Regions from separate parts of the Oryctolagus cuniculus genome. Here region 1 is linked to region 2. Evidence: chromatin contacts called from public Micro-C data. All regions are on one chromosome and are shown on one strand. Each heading gives the region's core, a stretch centred on a gene start, on an enhancer-like site or on the middle of the called end of the contact. The rest is flanking DNA. Distances are from core to core; before and after follow the strand shown. Region 1 holds the start of ATL2 (atlastin GTPase 2). Region 2 has its middle 97 kb from the start of HNRNPLL.

Region 1 (3,159 bases), core at 474-2,973, 110 kb before region 2:
GGTAACTTAAAAAAAAAAAAAATCACACACACCTCTTCCCCTAGGGTCCAAAAGAGCTGAATTAATCCATCAGCATTCCAAAGCATCTAACTACTCACAGAAATCCCAAGGAGCGCAGATGTGAGGGGAAACCCATCCGATAGTATTTTTGTTTTGCTACAGAGGGCTACCGTTTCTATAACCGGTCAAGTACTGTGGTTGGCAGGCAATAAAAATAAGCTTTATTTTCTTTTTCTTTTTGTCTCAGCAAAACTCGAATTTGTCATCACCTAAAGTATGGTCCAAGGGCTACCATGGAAGATGAAGTCTACTTCCAATAAACTTTCCTAGTAAAGTTGCAGCCTTGTGGTTAATATTCCATCGAAATGCTCTAAACTTAACCCAGCAAAACCTTTCTCAGATTATGAAAGGAGAAATCTAAAAACACCAGATCACACTTAATGTACCTGATGTATTCTTTAATTTGCCCACACTTTCCTGACTGTAGGCTTCGGCGAGGCATAAAAGCCTTGGGGTAAAAAACTTTATGCCTTCAACTACCTCGAAAATTCTCAATCAGGATTTCGTGCGTTCAATTCACAGCAACGAAAGATCAAATGCTAAGCTCCTAAAAATAGGGGTGTCAGGAGCGAGAGAGACACACACAACCCCCGGCTGCCAACGCAAATGCGTCTTCGAGGGGGCAGGGGCGCTCCTGGGACGCATACAGTAGGAGACAGTAGGAGCTCACATTCAGCAAAAACGGGGAGCGAGGGGTCAGGTGACTTCACCCCGGACACCTGCGGTCTGATCGGGCCTCACTGGCGTCCGAGGAACGAGTAACCCCCGCACTCACAGCCCACGGGGACACCTAGACCTGAGCCTGCAACCCTGGCCACGCGCGACTCGCGCGAACCGGCCCCGGGCCGAGGAGCCCCGGCCTGCGGACTGCGGTCCCCTCCAGCAGGCTGCCCGGGGAGCTCGCCAACCTGGCCGCGAGGTGACCGCTCCGCCCGCCTCCTCCTCCGCGGGGCCCATCAGTGAGTGCCCGCTGGAGGACGGGTCGCCCCGGCCGCGTCCCGAGCGCAGGCGCCGCCGACCTCCCCGCTCCCCGCGCCTGCGGCCCCGGCTCAAGGCCGCCCCCTCAGGTCGGGGCGGACACGGCTGCAGCCACGCGGCGGGAGAGCGGGCAGGGGGCCGGGCCGGGCGCAGACGCGCGCGCCGCCCGTTCGCCCGACAGCTGCCAGCTGCCAGCTGCCAGCGTCCAGGCCCCGCGGGCCGCCCTCTCGGGCCGCGCGCGGCGAGAGCACGGGGCGCGGCCGGGGCTAGGCCCAGCGGGCAGACGCGACGGCGGGAGGGGAACAGAGCCAGCCGGAGACTCCGACCCCGCCGCCTGCGGCCGGTGCCCGCGAGCCCGAGCGGCCCGCGCCCTCACCCCACCCGCGCCCTGCGGCCTCTGCCAGCCGGCCCGTACCTAGGGAGGTCGTGGACGAGACGTGGTTAACCTCGGCGCTTGAGTCGCTGGTCCGCCGCCGGCGCCGCAGCCCCTGGTGCGGCTGCTGCCTTCGCGCTGCCTCGTCCCCCTCCGCCATCTTGTACCGATTTAAAATTAACTCCCCACTGACGTCAAACGCCGCCGCCGCTTTATCAACCTCCCGGGAGCCGGCGGGGTGGCCGGCGGGTCCTAGCGCCGCCCCGGCCTGCCCCCGCCCCGGGCCGCCCGCAGGCTCCCTCGCTCCGCCCCCGCAATGCCGCCGGCCGCTGGCTCTCCGCCGCCGGCCGCTTCTGCGAGGAGCGAGGGAATCCGCGGCCGCCGCCGCTGCTGTCCCACGCCCCAGCCTCGCGGATCTCAGCGCCACACCCCCTGAGCGCTGGGCGGGCCTGTGTAGACCGAGAAAGACCTCTGGAGGGCCCGGTGCCTCCTTCCCAGCCCAGTCACCCGGTTCTGCCCACCGCTCCCGTGTGAGGTTGATTGGCGCCCGCACGTGCCGTGGCTCTGGCACTCTTTTCTTCTCCTCATCTCCACAGCCTTAGGCCCGCCCCCCGCACCCCTCCAGCTGTTGCTCGTGCCCGGCTTTTCTCTTGGTCTTTGCTGCCCTCACACAAGTCTGTAAGGCTATCCTTTCCCGTCCGCGCCCACCCCCAGCTCCGCATCCACTCCCCCGGCTTCTTAGCAGTCCATGCCGTAGCCCTCCTGCTCCTGGCTCTGGGGGGAGCAAGCCCAGAGCTGGGGCGGGGAAGCTGGTAGCAGGTGCTTCCCCGACTGTGATGAGCCTTCTTGTGGGGATCAGTAACATCGTGTAGAAAGTTCAAGTCGCTTTTTAAAAAATCAGTGTCGTCCCATGGAGGTGTCTGGGACATGGTACCTATTTCCTTAGATTTTTCTTTTTAAATCACATCACCAGCTGCTTCCGAAGTTCCTTCAGGTGTCCGAATGCTTGCCTTACCCAGTCTCGTCATAAAAGTCTAAAAACCACAGCCTTTCACCCTGCGAGATCCCATCAGGGACCCTCAAGCGTTAAGGAGATTCCCCAGACTGAGCTGCTGGCCCATTGGACTCCGAAGTGGTTCCTTCCCACTACCGGACCCTGTTAAGCTCATAGGCTGCACCTGCAGTGTCCGGAACAGGTCCAGCTTCCCAACTCCAAGAGGATGAGCCCTGGTCCCACGTTCACCTGCAATCGCTCCGGTTAAAAGCCTTCCTCCATTCTTCCTCTTGAATTTCTTATCCCAGTGATACCTCAGGGTTACTCCAGACCCTCTCCTCGCCTGCCCTCCGTACCCAGCAATCCCACGGGAAGTCACTTCCCGCTTGGGCGTCTCTCCCCCTGCTCACCTCCTCTCCAGCCCATCAGCCCTTCCTGATTCAGGCCCTCATCATCTCCCACCTGACCTGTTGCAGTAGCCGCCCATGGCTGCCCTTCTCCCTTGCTGCCTCGGCACAGCAAGTCTGATCCTGCAGTGTCTCTGCCCCGGATGACGCCCAAACTCTGGAGCAGTGGACAAGGACTTTCTTGATTTTTGGCTCCGTCTGTACACGGAGCCTCATGTTTCCCCACACAGGCCTCCCTCCCTTCACTCTCTTCCTTCAACAAATATAACAGGATTCTTAGAGGACCAAATCAAATAACACATTGAGAACGTGTTCTTGACTGTAATCAGCTAACATGTATGAGATGT
Region 2 (3,092 bases), core at 111-2,610:
AAAGGTAATCTCATAGTCTTAGCTGGACTGTACCCTAAGGTTGTGTGATCAGTAAGGAGACAGGTAGGCATCAGAGAAAGAACCAGAGAACCAGGGTTACCTCTCAAACTCCTCCCCTGGCCAGCGACCCGAAATCACCGTTGTGGAAGAGCTACGCTCCAAGCCGGAACCAGCTGCTGACTGCGCCCTGTAATGACCCAAACTTAGATATGTCATTATAATAATAAAATATTGTATATGTAAATATTTATTTCATAAATAAAATATACTAAAATCACTCCTACTCGCGTCACGCACCTGACGCTGTGACACTTCCAAAACTTCCTAAACAGGCCAAATGTTGGGCAGTCACCACGTTCCCAGAACTCGCCACCATTTCCTGGAAAACTGCACCCTCCACACCTCCAGATCACATACAGGGATGACCACACGGGCTGCAACACCCTCCCCCCCCCCCCCCCCCCCGAGAACTCCCCTGCACTCCCTCTGAACTATGTACTTTTGCTTTTCTAATACATGGTATTCCTCTGCTAACCTTATCTGCATCTTGTCCTCAAATTGTTTCATTCTCAGAGACAAACCCTGGACTCCCTGGTGCACTAACGGCTGGTCTTCCTTCAGCTGCACCAAGAGGTTGGATGGGGAAGCGCTGTGGGAGGGACATCCTGGGAGCCCTTTGTCCTTGACCTTGGCTGGTTCTGGAGGAGGCCACCCGCCTCCCCCAGAAACAAAGTGTCTACAGGCCCCTGTTCAGGGGTTCATGGCTGCCCTGAGGCCAGTTTTCCACACGGTGTGTCTCGTTCATTTGCTTTGTTCATTTCTCTCTAAATCTGCTTCTTTAGCTATCCAAAAAGAGGGGCTTCTCAAAGCAGGGCTCCTGGGCCAGCAGCACCAGCAGCACCAGGGAACAAGTTAGGACTATAAATGCTCTGGTCCCAACCTGACAGCAGCACAGTTTACAGGTGGGGTCCGCCTTCTGCCTGCACAAGCCCTTCCCGCTGCTTCTTCCAGAACCACTGCTCAAGTGAAAGGTGGGCACACCCACAGACTTCAGCAACCTTCAACATTTAATCCTTTTGTTACTTACGGCCTGCTGCGGGCCGCTCGGGTTAAACTCCTCCACAGAAACACATCAGACTCCTTCATCCAACAGCTCGGTGCCCCAGGGTTATGAGGATGTCACTGAGGCAACCATTTCAACACTGGGGCCGAGAAGAGGCAGCACGACAGGGCCAAATTAGAATCTGATCCACTCGGCCGGTCTTCCTCTCCAGGGACGCGCACAGCGTACCCGCGCCCGCCTGTGGCTTCCCCCGCGCTATCAGCGTTGGCCAGACGACCGGAAGCGGCCCCAGCCCTGCACCAGCTGCTTCTTGTCTTTGGAAACTAGAGCACGGAGGGAGAGCTGCCCGGGGCCAGGCCAGCACAGGGAGATGGATACGCGACTTGAGCATTTCTCTACACTGATTCCCCACCCCCACACCCAGGAAAAACAGGACTGGAGCGCCCTGGAAGCCCAGCACACTGGCTCCTGTTCGTGTCCAACCCCTCCTCCCCACTCATTCCTAACCGCCTCTGGCAGTCTGCGTTTCAGGCCTGCCAAGACATTCCAGGACGGAGCAGCCAGCCATTCCTTCCCGCAGGTGGCCTGGCTGGGGTTGTCAAGCAAGAGGCCAAGGACAGGTATCTGTCACGGAGGCCAAGGGACGCCTGATCCCACAGCTACGGGCTGGGAGCTGTGAAGGCTGGAGACAGCCAACCACGCAGGAGAAGGGTGTGTTATGTAAGCAGGTCACGTGGGCTCATGCTATTGCTCTTCACCTGCTGCTAATTAGCGCACCGCCTGCCGGGAACAGAGTAAGGAACCATCGGCCCCTCTTGTGGGCTCACCTTACTGTCAGCGCATGGACCTAACGATCCTGTCTAGAAGGGTTCAGGCCAACCAAAACCACGTGGTAGGTTAGGTCCTGGAGATACTGGGAGTAAGCCACCAGGCGCCCTGTGCACCAGGAACTCATGGTCTAGGAGAGGGACAGGAACAAGTAAGCAGCTGTGCACACACACATGGTCCCCTTAAGGAAACCACCGCTGGTGTACAAAAATCCTGCAAAGGGCTGACGGTGGATGCTGGCAGACGCATTTCTCCAGGCTGAGAGGGCCGTGTGTGCCACAGCCCGGGAGGGAGGCCAGGATCTCTAATCCTGAAATGGTGAAATCAGGCTAAGATTCCAACAGCAGGAGCAGAGTCAAGAGAGCTGCCTCCTCCCAGCAGGGCCAGCAATGAGGCTCAAAATCCGAGTGTGAGAACCAGAGGGGAGAACAGGTCACACTAGGCCAGCACCAATGCACAAAGAAGGGCAGGGGCCTAGCACAGAGGCTTGCCCTTGAGGGCTGGGGGCACTGGCCCAAGGAGATGGCAGGTGCAGGCAGAGTGGGGCTTTTCTGCTGGAAGACATGTTGCCCAGGAACATTTCAAAGCCACCCTACCTGGCCCTCTGTGTCTGGGCGGGCACTGGCAGTGTGGGAGGGAGAATACAGAAATGGAGATCAGAAATCTTCCTGTGTGTACCCAAGAGGACGGTTTTGATATTTTTAGTTTAGTTTGTTGTTGAAGATTTATTTATTGATTGATTTGAAAGAGCTACAGCGAGCGAGGGAGAGACAGAGAGAGGAGAGAGATCTTCCATGTGCTGGTTCACTCCCCAAATGGCCACAATGCCCATGGCTGGGCCAGGCTGAAACCAGGAGCCACTAGCTTCATCTGAGACTGCCACGTGTGTGCAGGAGCCTAAGCACTTGGGCCATCCTCCACTGCTTTCCCAGGTGCATTAACAGAGAGCTGGATCAGAAGTGGAACAGCTGGGACTTGAACTGGTGTCCCAATGGGATGCCAGTGCTGCAGACTACTGCAGACAGCAGCTTAACCCACTATGCCACAGCACCAGCCTTTTGCTTTGTTTTTTTTTTTTTTTACTTTCATTTTTTTGAAAGGCAGACAGACAGAAAAAGATCTTTCATCTGCTAGTTCATTTCCCAAATGCCCACAAGAGCTAAGGCTGGGCCAGACCAATGCCAGGAGCCCAGAACTCAAT

The links. A called contact is a pair of places that touch in the nucleus more often than the background predicts.
Region 1: a contact with region 2 is called in a Micro-C map of ear pinna, with 2.9 times the contacts expected there. The contact joins the promoter of ATL2 here to the enhancer-like site in region 2. A contact is called at or near these places in 2 of 6 Hi-C or Micro-C datasets (ear pinna and psoas muscle).

What each region holds. Positions count from the first base shown.
Region 1 is chr2:164,484,922-164,488,080 of mOryCun1.1, reverse strand. ATL2 (atlastin GTPase 2) reads right to left here and starts at 1,723. Exons shown (of 13, transcript XM_002709914.5): 1 at 1,454-1,723. The coding sequence starts at 1,571.
Region 2 is chr2:164,379,424-164,382,515 of mOryCun1.1, reverse strand. No RefSeq gene overlaps it. Among named protein-coding and RNA genes, the nearest start is that of HNRNPLL, 97 kb to the right of the region's middle. Within about 2 kb of position 1,360, at least 3 of the 8 cell types and tissues checked have an H3K27ac peak or open chromatin away from gene starts, as enhancers often do. A contact at or near this core is called in ear pinna, where this site is marked.